Linked DNA regions of Mustela erminea: region 2 is linked to region 1. Evidence: chromatin contacts called from public Hi-C data. All regions are on one chromosome and are shown on one strand. The core of a region is the stretch at or near the end of the contact, and the rest is flanking DNA. Distances in the headings are between cores, read along the strand shown.

The links. Hi-C and Micro-C count contacts between places; a contact is called where the count stands out from the background.
Region 2: a contact with region 1 is called in a Hi-C map of skeletal muscle, with 8 times the contacts expected there. The contact joins the promoter of SKAP2 here to the promoter of HOXA4 in region 1. A contact is called at or near these places in 2 of 3 Hi-C or Micro-C datasets (skeletal muscle and spleen).

Annotation. Positions count from the first base shown.
Region 1 is chr11:48,542,812-48,549,970 of mMusErm1.Pri, forward strand. It overlaps HOXA4 (homeobox protein Hox-A4), which reads left to right and starts at 2,889. Exons shown (of 2, transcript XM_032303943.1): 1 at 2,889-5,350; 2 at 5,903-6,933. The coding sequence starts at 4,723. The coding sequence ends at 6,249. It overlaps HOXA5 (homeobox protein Hox-A5), which reads left to right. Exons shown (of 3, transcript XR_004276656.1): 3 at 1-2,800.
Region 2 is chr11:48,752,101-48,759,259 of mMusErm1.Pri, forward strand. It overlaps SKAP2 (src kinase-associated phosphoprotein 2), which reads left to right and starts at 4,701. Exons shown (of 13, transcript XM_032305887.1): 1 at 4,701-4,939. The coding sequence starts at 4,873.

The DNA of each region.
Region 1 (7,159 bases), core at 1,639-4,138:
TGTTGTTGGAAATTTTTCATTATGTTTCTTGTTACCCCTATACCGTATATAAGAGAAACGCTACAATCTATAAGGGATAACTAAAATGAAAAGAATATGCTATTTGAACAGGAAAATGGAATCCACAAATGCCAGGCCACTTTCTTAAGACCACCGTGAGGGACTTCTCTTCTTCTGAAAATACTCTTTAAAAATACATTTGGAATAAAAACTAAGGAGAGGGGAAGCAAGTTCAGGAGGAAGGGTGGGAGTGTAGAAAAGAAAGGGGTAGTGTGTTAAGGAAGCCAACTGGAACCATGCCTCATGTGTGAATTGCAACTGGAGAACTAAACAATATTTTATTTTTCATGCACCTATATTAGCTGTAAATGTTGGTGCCTTTAGAATCTGTTTTCTGGAGGGACATATTGTCCTTTTCTATGCATTGATCTTCAAGTAATCAGAGTAGGAAAACAGGAGAGAAAAATGAAATTTTTTTCTACGTTTTCCCTTTTAACTTTAGAGATGAGTTAATTCAGCTACTCAGAATGTGGACTCTTGCAGGGATATTTAAGATCATCCCAGTATATTCTGGTTGATTGGATTTGCTGGTGCCAGGTACGTTTAATGGTAATGTAAATATTTCCTAAGCACCGCCTTCAAGGAAGCCATCAGATTGCTTCCACTGTGCAATGTGTAAAGTTTTCACTCTGGCCAAGAGCTTGAAGCCAGATGGGGGTGTGCCAGATGAAAACAAAAAAAAGGAAACAACCGTGGTGGTTACTGTTATAGCAATGAACACTTCACCACATCTGGGCTAGCGAAATGAAGAAAACTGAAACCCCCTCTATTACTCACCAAGACAATTATGTGTCTCTTCAAGAAGACCTTGTTATTGTGGTATTGGTTAAAAGCGTGCCACACCTTAGAAACATGTCAACTTCAATAAGCATAGACACCCCTTCACCAGCTTTAAAGTTGTTTTGTTTTGTTTTAAAGTACCTGCAGAAGTTATTGCTTTTGGAGTACCCACCTTTTTTATTTGGAGGAGTTTTATCTTTAGGCCCCTCACACAATTCAGTTTAAAATTCATGTTTAATCCAGATACATATTTCAATCCTTATGTGTGGGTTGAGTGCACTATTGTAAACTACTACAAGGAAAGTGCCCCTTGGTGGAATGGCTGATAGAGTGTTGCTTCTCTAAAATCATATGCCTACTGTAGATCTCAGGAAGTCCTCAAATGCCACCATCAGGCATTTTGAAATAGAGCTATTACCGTGTGCGCTCCAAAGACTTGCTTCAGACAGAGAACAGTCTGGAGAACACTCGCTCTAAAGAACAAAGGACAAATACAGTCAATACATTCCATAACGTTTACATTTCCTTTGCTTTTCCCCTTGGTTTTCCCTGAGAAGGAGTGACCTGGGCAAAGCACTCTGCTCTCTAAAAGACACTGTATAGACCTTTTAGAAGCGCAAAGTCCAAGGCCGAGGTGAACTTCAGGTCAGCGCGTCTAACAAATATGAAAATGTCGGCTAGTGAAGGGCGCGCCTTGTGATTTAACAAAGACTGTCAATGTGTAAGATTAATAAGAAACAAAATGCGCACGGTGTCACTGTTCGGTCACTTTGAAACTTGGGACAGGGTTGCATTCAAGAGGGAAGGCTGTTCCAAATATATTCAAAATGATTCAAATCAGATTCAAACGAGGCTGCAGACACTGCCTCCCTCTTGCCCTCCCTCTCCCTTAGACTCCCTTCGCTCTCCTTTTCCATCTGGGATTCGAGGACATGATGAAAAGTTATTTCACTTAATGGGATTTTAAGAAAGCTTTTGTTGGGAATATATGTTATCTCTGCACGTGGAAATGAGCAAATGCGCTCACCAGTTTCCCAAGAAAAGGATAACGCTTTCACCCTGCTAGGGACTGGAGCCAGTTGGTGTGCGAAGATTAGCACGCTCCCTCTCTGCTCGATTTCAGGGCATCCCATCTTTTCTCCGGCGAGACGCTGCTGGTAAACTTCAGTTTATTTATTAATCAAGTTAGTCTCTTCCTGGCTTTGCTTTGGTGTGTTGGATCTTATGTAAAGGCAAGAGGTTTGGTTTTTTTAAAGCGTTTTTCAGAAGATTATTTGATTCCATGGAATGATGCTATGGCTTGCAAAGAGAGATTGTGGAAGGATCAGAAAAGGTACTGAGATTGTTTATTACAGCCATAAATCTTGCAGTAAAATGTCAAAATGTCGGTGTGTGAGATAACACTTGGTGGTCCTGGCTCCGTTTGTGTTTATGATAGGAACCACAAAGACAAGTTACAGGCCTTGGGGGATTCTGTGTAAGCCCATCTTCCAAAAGTAATAGAACCACATGAAACACAGGCACAGTTAACTCGTTTAGGTTAACCATATACAAAACAGTGCCTGTGTCTCGTTAATACTTTAAAAATAGAAACGCAGTAGAAGGTTCTGAGGCTAAACAACATGAATTTTGTGTTTTAGTGTCTGTAAATAATATTAAACAGATGTAGTTAAGACCCTAGTACTCAAGGCTGATGACATGAGGATGGCAAAATTTCCTTGTCATGTTTTTTTTTCTTTCCCTGAAGCTTAGGAAGCCACGTTTTGTAAATTACATTATGTATGTATATATTGTTCATATAAAATAATATATAAAATATGATGCACATATTTTTTTCTTGTTGTAGAGAAATAACTGATTTAGTTAGCTATATCACAGGCTAGATTTCCCCCCAACTCTAGAGAGGATGTCTAAAGATTACGCTCAGTGTTGATTTCTGTCTGTGGCTCAGATTTCATTTTTTAAAAAATTTCAGGGTGCCCCTTGTCGATGCACAGCACTTTTCAGAGACACACATCCAATGTGGAAAACCTCTTTGTACCACTTCAGGGTGATTCCAGTTGGAAAGCTAACATGATCCCTTTTTTAACCTCTTTTCCTGAATTAGTTTAAAGATTAGTCCCATATAATAGGCTTTATGTGGCTAAGCATTAAATGGCTATCCATCAAATGGATATATTCCAGCATTTAGTAACTTATATGAGTAAGCGATATAAATGAAGATAGAATTGACATTCCTTTTGAAGTGTCTCCAGGCTTAGGCTATAACTTTCCTTGTCTGCAGTCCAGACTCAGTTGTGAGAAAGCTGTTTATACTGCTCTTTGAAAATTCAACTAAGGTGCACCAGCTGAAAAATTCTTGCTTTGCATGCCAATATGAAATTATTTTTAGCATGGTGACTATGCTAGTTTGCACTGCTTTCATCTAGGCTGACAAGTAGAGGATCCAGGTGTGTCTGTTACTCAGAAAATGAAAGGGAAAGTACACCCTACGAGTAAGGTATCAGTATTTACTTCAAAGATCAACATTAGGTGGAATTAATATGTAATTTATTTGTTAATAATGGCGTAATTAGTTTACCCATCAAATTTCAATTACCAAATGGCAGGCAACAGTCCTCCTCCCTTTCCAGAGCTGCTGCTATCGTTAATATGCTAATTTTCAGCAATTCAGAAATTATAGATTATCCTGTAAATATAACTTTAGCCTCAAATACAGCCCGAGAAAGCAGCATCCTGAAGACAAAACATAGAATTCTTAGCGGGAAAAGAGACCGTCAGCGATCAGACTGGGCACAGTGCCTATTCCGTCCTTAGCTTTTTTGTTTGGGGATTGTTCTGAAATAGGAAGTTGTTGGTTTCAAAACTCGATTTTTGTGGAGGCGTCGCTGCTACCTATCCCCCCCTTGGGCTATGTTTTCTCTCACAGTCGCGCCTAGTAAATGCAAGTGTGTTTAACTCTCAAATCGACACCTCAATAAAATGAGATGCTATTAGAAAAGTTTTGATTTTTCTTAGAAAAAAATAAAATAGATTCTGTCTCTAAAAGGAAGAAAAAATGAAAAGTGCCCATCTGGTTATATTGGAACGGCCTTGCTTTACAACCTCGGTCCCACTTCTCTCAGCTATTCACCCACCCACCCTTGCGGCTCCTGCCGGGCTTCTCGAAGCAGGGGATCTCTGGCGCACGATGTGAGGAAGAGGATCAGCTGGTGAAAAAAATGGGTCTGTTGGCCTTATTCGTTTTATTCAGGGGAGGATTAAAACCAGGACACCTCCAAGGTCTCGACGCCATTTCCTCCCCACACCGGCCTCGAACCCTGGAAGACGCCAGGCCAGTCTAGGCTGGGCCCGAGGTCAGCGCTGGGCCGCTGTCACCCGGCTGCCCCGAGGCCTATGCTAGAAGTACGGCACGAAAAGGGCCCGGCCTGGGCGTCCAAAGGACCAGAAGCACTGGCGGGCCCCGAATTCCCAGCAGTACTCGAAGTTGGGGGATTGGGGGGGACCAAAGCTCCAGCTCCCTCCCTCCGCCAGAGGCCGGACAGCCGCATCCATCACCCGCCCGCGCGCTTCCTGATCCGGGTCCGCGCGCGCGGCGCGCCTATTGGCGGGGGCTAGTCACGTGGTGGGTACAGGGCGGGGGCGCGCGCGGGACCGAGACGAGCGCGCGCGCGAGGGGGGTGGGGGGAGGAGCGGCGCGAACTTTGGTGGCGCTGGCTGCCGCGGGAGGGGGAGGGGGAGGGGTGGGCGCTTGACAGCGGGGGAGGGGAAGGGAGCAGAGGAAAGGGGGGATGGGAAGCGAGGCAGGAGGGGGAGGGGCCTCGGCGAGCCCAGAAAAACGACAACGCGAGAAAAATTAGTATTTTTGCACTTCACAAATTAATGACCATGAGCTCGTTTTTGATAAACTCCAACTACATCGAGCCCAAGTTCCCTCCCTTTGAGGAGTACGCGCAGCACAGCGGCCCGGGCGGCGGAGACGGCGGCCCAGGCGGGGGCCCCAGCTACCAGCAGCCCCCAGCGCCCGCGGCCCAGCACCTGCCGGCGCAACAGCCCCAGCTCCCCCACGCGGGCAACAGCCGCGAGCCCCCCGCCTCCTACTACGCGCCACGGGCCGCCCGCGAGCCCTCCTACCCTGCGGCCGCGCTCTACCCCGCGCATGGTGCCGCCGACGCCGCCTACCCCTATGGCTATCGCGGTGGCGCCAGCCCGGGGCGGCAGCCACAGCCCGAGCAGCCCCCGGCGCGAGCCAAGGGTCCTGCGCACGGCCTGCACGCGAGCCACGTCCTGCCGCCGGGGCGGCAGCCCCCGCCGCCGCCTCCCCCGCAGCATCGCGCGGCGCCCCCTGCACCCCCGCGGCGTTGCGAGGCGGCTCCAGCCACCCCGGGCGTCCCGGCAGGGGGCAGCGCCCCCGCGTGCCCGCTGCTCCTGGCCGACAAGAACCCGCCCGGCCTGAAGGGCAAAGAGCCTGTGGTGTACCCCTGGATGAAGAAGATCCATGTCAGCGCCGGTACGTGGCGCCGCTGGGGAGGCGCGGGAGGGTGGGCTGGGGCCGGGCCGGGGTTCGGGGGTCGGGGCGAGGGTCAGAAGAGGAGACTGAGGGGAAGGGGGCCTCTGGAGGGGAGCCCCCATCTGGCCCGAGCTACAGTGGGATGTGGGTGTGTGCGCGCCAGCCAGCCGCCTGATCCTAACGTGAGAACCCTTTTGTACCCGGGGTCCCTTTATCGAGAGATTTACGAGACGCCAAACTGTTAGGGCAGTAATTATAGCCCCCATAAATTTAATTGCCCTGGCAGAGGCTTCAGGCCATGTGTCTTTGAAGCTTTTCTTCAGCCCCAATGCCCAGCACCATTCTTTATGGCTCTCGGGTGTTTCCCGTTGTCAATAGCCTGTGAAACATTTTCTTTGCCGTTTTATGTATCTTGCGTGAACTTGGTGTCAGGTTATTATATAATGATGATGTCCAATTGCTCTTCCCCACCCCACCTTCTCTCTCCTCCTCCTTTCCCTCTCTTCCACTCCCTCCTCCTTGGCCTTCTCCTTCGGGGTTATGGGCGTTCAGTCAACCCCAGTTATAACGGAGGGGAGCCCAAGCGCTCTCGAACCGCATACACCCGACAGCAGGTCTTGGAGCTGGAGAAGGAGTTCCACTTTAACCGCTACCTGACCCGGCGGCGCCGCATCGAGATCGCCCACACGCTCTGCTTGTCCGAGCGCCAGGTCAAGATCTGGTTTCAGAACCGGAGGATGAAGTGGAAGAAAGATCACAAATTGCCCAACACTAAGATGCGGTCCTCCAACTCGGCCTCGGCCTCAGCAGGCCCGCCAGGGAAAGCACAAACTCAGAGCCCGCACCTGCCTCCCCACTCCCACCAGGGTGCCTCCACACCCATTCCCTCCTCCATATAATCTTCTAGAGATCTAGACCAGTTTCATTCCCCCACCTGCTTTTCCCCCCCTCTTCTGCCCTTTTCCCCATACTCCTACCTGTCTGGACCATAACAGACCCCCAAACAAAACCCAACTTGGTGAAAAGGATAATAGAAGACATTATGTCGGTAAGAGTATGTGCTGGTTGCCACCTAAGAGAAGACAATAGCCAGGATGCTGGCTGATGTCAGCATCAACCTGCTGGCCTGAATAAGGCTGCAGGTTTGGGTACCTGAGAAGGACCACTTGGCAACAGATACTTTTGAGATGGCTAAACCCAGCTGGACAGCCCATACTGACTAGGCACACATATATGTATATTTGTTGCAAGCAGAAGAAAACAGACCCTTTTCCCACCTTCCCTACCTCCCCCTTCCACATTAAGGCAGCTCATACAAGCTTGTATTGAACTGAATAAATGAGTAGACATTGTGGACCTCACAAGATTATTTAATTCTCAAAATGTATAGACCTTGATGGTAGATGTGACACATGTTAGTTTTCCTTCCTTGCATTTATTTAAAATATTGTTGTAGAGTTGTTGTTGTCTTACTCTGAGGCACAATCTTGGGGGTTCGGGGAGTGCATTTAGACCCATGTGCAACTGTACAAATTGTGGTGTGGCTATATAGAAAAGCCATGTGCTAAGAATAAACTCTGTTTAAAAAAAACCATTAAAGTTCTAAGACACATTTGTGTGTTTCCTACTTTTAATTAAAAAAAAAAAAGTTCTCTGGATTGAGATGTTTGACCTTGCATGTAAAAATCCTATAGATAGTTCGAGTTATGTTCACTTGAATTCTGACTGCTCACATAATTTGTGTGAGTGTGTTCAACTCGAGCTGAACTCTTGTCAAGTTTGACCCACTGTGGGAAAAGTTCCAAAGAG
Region 2 (7,159 bases), core at 3,451-5,950, 210 kb after region 1:
AGAACTCAAACCTGGTCTGTATGGAGTTGCTTATTGTTCTCATATTAAATAACTGGTCAGGGCAGCAAAATCCCTGAGCACATGTTTGTGTATATGCAAATGAGATGGAGAGCAAAAGAGAATGAACATGTTTCCTTATCTTGTTAATAAATAATACTAACAGGATTAATAATAATTACGACCTAAAAACTAGAAATACAAGTTAGTGAACTGCATCTATCAGAATGTGCTGGTCTTGGTGGGGTTTCTGTGTCATATCTTTTAAGGTTAATTCCAGTGAGAATATAAATTTTTTTCTGCTGGCACCACACAATGATAAACTCATACCTACCAGCCCTCGAGGATTCCAATAAAGAGAGGACTAAGAATTTAGGAAATAAAAACAAACCTTCATTTTTGAAAATTCTTAAAACAGCCCTTACTAGATGACTTGAAAGACACAATGGCTTCAAAAAGTTTTAAAAACATATTAGGCTGCAAAATAAGTGCAAGATTTCAATTGCTTCTTTTGTCTAGTCCACTCTTTACATATAATAGTAAAGTGTGTGCTTGGTGGCTTTTCAATCTGTCAACCTACTTGTCCTGGAATTCCCTCTTATGTCTGTTTCTGGCTGGGGTGGGCCACAAAAGAGATATTTATTTTTTTATTTAAATATTTATTTATTTATTCTTTTACTATGTTTGGTTAGCCAGGATCTAGTACATCATTAGTCACAAAAGAGATTCTCCTGTGAGGTTTATACAACCTGACACAGTTGTAACTATGTGGCTCCTGTACTGTTGCTTTTCTGCTGGTTCACCTGACTGGCCTGTGAAACTGACCAGTCCAGAAAGCCAGGTAGGGCAAACTGCTCTATCTTTTGCTGGATCCTCCCTTGAGTTCTGACTCTAGAGTCAAGTGCGGGTTAACTCTGTAAGGAAGGACCCTGACTTCTGCGGGACATCCATACCATCAGAATCAGAGGCAGCAAGAGCTACCTGTGGTTTCAAGTGGGCTCATGAACATGACCTGTGCTTCTGAATTTCAGCTCATCATGAATCTCCTCTGTCTTCCCTTCCTGACTCCCTGCATTGTGAACTTCAAGCTCCAGGAACAAACGCAAAGGTAATAGATAGTTTTAGCACATTCTTCTCTCTACACACCAGACTTGGTCTGTGGGACCAATACAATATGGCAGCAGCAAAGGGATGCCACTTCTGGGATTAAGAGATAAAGATATTGTAGCTTCTGTCTTGGTTGGGCTATCTCTTGGATTACTTGCTCTAGGGGAAGCCAGTTGCCATGTCAAAAGGACATTCAAGCAGCCCTCTGGAGAAGCAGTCTATATAGTGAGGAACTGAGGTCTTTTGCCAACAGCCAGAGGAATAGAGGACTGCAGCCAACAGTCTGTGGGTGAATTTTCTATAAAGCTAATCCTTTAGCTATTGTCAAGTCTTCAGATGACTGAAACCCAGCCTATAGCTTGACTGTAACCTCATGAGAGACTGAGATGGGGCCATCCAGCTAAACCGCTCATGGATTCCTGACCATCAGAAACTATGTGAGATGCTAGTGTTTAAAGCTAAGTTTTGTCATGTGGCAACAAATAACTATACAATGTCTAAGTATAAAATATAATCTTTCTTTCACATGCCTATGAATGCCAAACTAAAGGAAGAGATGCAGAGGGAAAAAAAGTAAATTGTGTTTTAGCTCATTGTTCTTCTTCAGTGCTCATTTAGATTCTTTTAACCCTACACCTGTGGGCAAATACTTATTCACCTAAACTAAATTTGAAAAATGTAAGGAAGTGGGTTAGCTTTAGTTATAGGGATATATATCTATATATCTCTATATACATCTTCTTTGAATTGAAGGCTCTCCTTTTGAGAAGACAAATCATGGGATTTTCCCCAGAGTCTAGTCTGTTCTTTGTGGAATGGTAGGGAAGCTGTTACTCCTTTTACAGGTTGAGATTTAAAATTTCGTTTATTATTCTTTTTTTATGTAATATGACTGCTTTAAAGAATGTAAAGTATGATTTGATTTCCTTCCTAGTTTTTGTTAGGGAAACATTTGGAAACAGAAGAAATAAGAATGTATTTCTTCTAGCCTCTCTTTATTTCTCTTTCTGTCTTATAATCAATTTCAGTAACTTTAACAATAAACAGTAAAAATGATAGAGTATACAAAGCATTGCCCAAGTGAATCCATCACAAACCTGTGTCTGAGAATGGCTTCCTAAGTAGGGGAAATGTGTTTCACACAAAAAGTCCATTTTCTGTTATTGCCTTTTTTATTTGGACTACTAGATGCTATATATTTTAAGGCAATCTTAATAGTTTCCTGTCTCTCACTAACAAGAATGACTTGTCATAATGAGCAGTGTAGACACTGTCCATTTGATCCACTCCAGAAAACTGTCTATATGATACAAGGGTAAATCACTTCAATTCCTTTGTGGAATGAGTAGAGTATAAATAAATAAATAAGACAGAAGAATAAAGAAAAAAATGGTCAGTTCTATCAGAAGGAAACAAAGGATAGGAATATTTGGAGGCCTGGTTTAATAAAAAATGTGACAAGACAAAGAATTATATATGATAACTCTAAAGGAAAGTAGAATCTGCACTGATATAAAATGTCCATGACATAGTTTCTTCTTTCTTTAAGAAGGAAGATAATTTTGTAGTTTAAGAATAATAATTCTCAATTCTTTGAAGCTGGAGGACATATATTGTAAAATGACTATTTACTTTTACCTCCACCAAAAAGAATTGTAATTTTCAGCACTCTTTCTATAATTTCTCACATTACTAAATCTGAGTAGGAATTTCAGATTCCATGTTAGGGAATGGATTTGTTTTCCAGGGGGTCTTTTTCGTAGTTGTGTTGTGTGTCTTAGTTCTATTATAAAGTTTTTGTCAATTTTTTTTAAGTTTATTTAAACTCGGGCTCGTGACCCTGAGATGAAGCAAGTCACATGCTCTTCTGACTGAGCCAGGCAGAAGCTCCGTTTTTTGTTTTGACAAGACTCCAACATGTTCTAATTTTTCCTTTTCCAATTAGTGTTTGTTGTATCTCTTACAGAATTATACAAAAATGTCATTGCAGGGGCACCTGGGTGGCTCATTGGGTTAAGTCTCTGCCCTCAGCTCAGGTCATGATCTCAGGGTCCTGGGATCGAGCCCCAAATTCGGCTCTCTGCTCAGCGGGGAGCCTGCTTCTCCTTTTTTTCTCTCTGCCTGCCTCTCTGCTTACTTGTGATCTCTCTGTGAAATAAAGAAAATCTTTAAAAAAATTTCATTGCATTTGACCACTTAATTTTTTACTATTACTTTCTGAGACTTTTTTGTATGAAATATTAATAGAGCCATTGCTTTATGTCACATTTAGGGCTCCAGGTGGGGAAGAAAGGTTAAGTTACAGCAAATTCTGTGCTGCATGGATCTGGAAAGTGGTAAAGTGATTCTCAAAATCAACTCTTAGGATCGGAACTGCGAGAAGGTTTATTTAAAATGGAAATACTCAGGTCCCCTTCTAAATGGACAGAATCAGAATCTCTGGGAGTGGAACTTGAGAATCTGCATTGTTAATAAATTCTCTATCATTTTAATGAAAACTGAAGTTTAAGGACTGTTGATCATGTGAGGGCCTCAGGGTAGAGAAGTAAGCAATTTATACACCACACACCACACTACAATCTTCAAAATACAATAGTAGCATGAAGGAAAGCTTTGTCAGGGCAGCAGTTCCCATACTCCGGGAGGAAGACGGAATGCAACACACACACACACACACACACACACACACACACACTCAGAATATACATATATAGAGAATATATATATACAGTGTATAGAATACACACACACACACACACACACACACACACACACACACACACTTTAAAGGCACCAGAACGTGTCTTTTGGGTTTTAGAGAAACCCTAAGAAGATTTACAGATAGAAGACCTGCAATAAATATCTGTCAATCAGGTTGGAGCGAACACCTTTTATAATTCCGTTCTACTAATCAGCAATTTTTTTTTTCTTTTGGATGCTTATAGATGGGACAGTAGTATTTATGCCTTTTTCTTTTTTAACTCAAAAGGATAGTGACTAGAACGTCTCACTCTTCGTTCATAGTGGGGAAGTCGCCCCAACAATAAGAATTAGGTAGAAAAGTAATTTAAGAACCAATCAGCTCTCTGGAGCAGCTCCAGACGGCTTCCCAGGGAAGACTGGCGGAAGATGGGACTTGGTTACCTCATTCAATCGGACAAAGAAGGCCACAATAGTCTAGGGCGGCTGAAAATTCCTTGTGGGTTACCACGTGAGGTGTTAAACCTCGGCGGGGCTGACCTTTGGCTAGAAGTCCTTTAATAGGAAAATTAGGGGCACTATGGATAATTTATTTTTCGGGATCCTGGAGAAACGGTCAGCGGTTGTGGAGGTACCAGTAACCAAAATGGCTGCAAGGCGCTTCAGGCTGCAGATCAGGTGATGCAGCCCCCGTCCGCTCCCTTCCCACCAGCCGCTCCTCCCGCTCCCTTACGTAGGGGTGGGTGTGGTCTGTCCGGAGGCTCTTTTCCGAGGCTAGGAAAACCATAGGACACATGCGCAGTTGGGCTCCTCAGGCGCTTCGGGTCTCCTCCCAGCCCATCGCCCCGCCCCTATCTGCCGGGCGGGGCTGGGCCGAGAGTCCAGCAGCTGCTGGCTAGGGCTTCAGGGACTTCCTTGTTGTGAGTCCCGGCCCGGCAGTGTCCGGACTCGTAGCACCGCTGTCCTTACCGGGACCGCTAGTCCGAGTCTAGGTCGCAGCCGCAACCTCAGCCCGTCGGTCCCCCTTTCAGCACAGGTCTTTTCCCCGCACGCCCCGCGCTCCCTAACATGCCCAACCCCAGCAGCACCTCCTCTCCCTACCCCCTCCCTGAGGAAATTAGGAACCTGTTGGCAGGTAAAGAGCCCGGGGGGTAAAGGGGGCGGGCAGCGCTGCTGGGGCGGGGGCGGGGGCGGGGGCGAGGGGACGGCGAGCCGGTGGGGACAGAAGCATTCAGCGTCTCCGCCCTCCCTCCCCACGCTTCCCAGGTCTCCCGTCCAGTGGGAGCAGGACTGGGAAAGGGGAAGCGGGGTCTGAGAAGGGAGTGGGCGTGTGTTGAAATTTGGTTCAGGGGTGCTGGGGAAGCCCCCCCGGATGGGCTAGACTAACGGGATCACGGCAGTTCTGTATGCATCGTGAGGACGTCGTGTGCGTGTGTGTGTGAGAGAGAGAGAAGGGAGAGGAGGGGAGAGGGAATGGTCATGAGTGCGTGTCTGAGAACTGGGAAGGGCTCAGAAGTCGAAGAAGTTGTTCTTCGGGGGCCTGGCCAATGGAGGACAAGGGTGTAAAGATGCAGAAAGATGTCTGAGCTACAGGTGTTCGAGGTGGTGGGACGCAAGGTTTTGTCATTTCTAAAACTCTTTTTTCTTAAACGTTCATTGCGCTCATATTTAAGACTTTCAAAGAGGGCCTGATTCTCAAATGCCCACTTGTCTTCAGCCTGAGTAACATGAAAACAAAAAAGGAAGTATGTGTTAAGGTCCAACTTCCTGTGTCACACGATGAAAGTACTTCATCTTTGCACCCTCATCTTCCCCTTTTCAGTTTTAAATGACCATTTATAGGAACTTACGCTAGGAGTTCAAGATGCGGTTCTTCAAGGATATTACGAATCCACTCCTCGTTCATTACTCTGCTAGGGAATGGAGAGGCATATTTCTGCACAAAGTAGAGAACACATCTTTTCAGGGTAGCACAAATCTTACCCATCCTGATGCTCCGAAATTCTTACCATCATTTATTTTGTCATTAGGTTCATCAGAATTCTAGAAACTGAATTTTGATGGTTTTACTTTAGTTGTCTCAAGTATTTATCTTTAAATATTGGTCATGAATAGCTGGATTAGAAGAGTTTCTTTTAGATGTTTCTTACAAGTTGCTTATTTTAACTTTAAAAATTAATATCTAAAATGTGACATTTTAAGTAAGTTGCTATTATAGTGTGAGACCAAATCTCCTAATACTCTGTTTTGCTCATTAGCATCATGAATATGATTAAGAGAATAAAACCAATAGCGTATGAATGCAGACTTAGGTTTGTCTAAACACGATTACAGTGTGATAAATGCATTTGTGGTGGGATAGTATTTTACTCTTAAGAATGCTTATTGTCATTAATGGGTACCACTAAGAGAAATATAAAGAACTATAAAGACTTGATTTGAGGCAGCTTTTACTCCTGATTTTTGCCACAGTTAACATTTTCATTGTTACAATGCTGGAGTTTCATGTTTAGGCTACTATTTTAATAGCCATACTGGAGAAGTGTTTATCATTAAGTACAGACCTCTGGGTGCACACCTTTAAAAACACACCTTTAAAAAGCCTGAGAGCTCCAACAGGAGGCAGTTTGCTATTTGGGTCCACAATCATACTTTTTTTTTTTAAGATTTTATTTATCTGACAGACAGAGATCACAAGTAGGCAGAGAGGCAGGCAGAGAGAGGAGAAAGCAGGCTCCCCGCTGAGCAGAGAACCCGATGCGGGGCTCGAACCCAGGACCCTGGGATCATGACCTGAGCCGAAGGCAGAGGCTTTAACCCACTGAGCCACCTAGGCGCCCCCCCCCATAACCATACTTTTGTCGATAGTATGAGACTCATTATTTTCTGATTCCCATAAATTACAAATATTTCATGTGGCCCTTATGTATATAATTTGCTGCAAGCTTATTATATTTAAATTATCTACCAATGCTAACTTCCTATATACTTAGCCACTTCTCTCTCTTTAGTCCGTTAATATACCTGCATAATGTCCGAAATGAGTGTTTTAAAAGTTATCTTTAAAAGTCAGGTTTTCAAAACAGAGGGTTGCTAGTGGGGAAGGGGGCAGGGAGAGGGGGGCTGGGTTATGGACATTGGGGAGGGTGTGTGCTATAGTGAGTGCTGTGAAGTGTGTAAACCTGGTGATTCACAGAACCGTAGCCCTGCGGCTAATAATACATCATATGTTAATAAAAAAAAATAAATAAAAGTCAAGTTTTCAGTATTTCATATTATTAAACAAATCACATGTAAAACACATAAAGTGTTAGAATCAAATATGAAAATTAAAAATATTAAAATTTAAAAATTA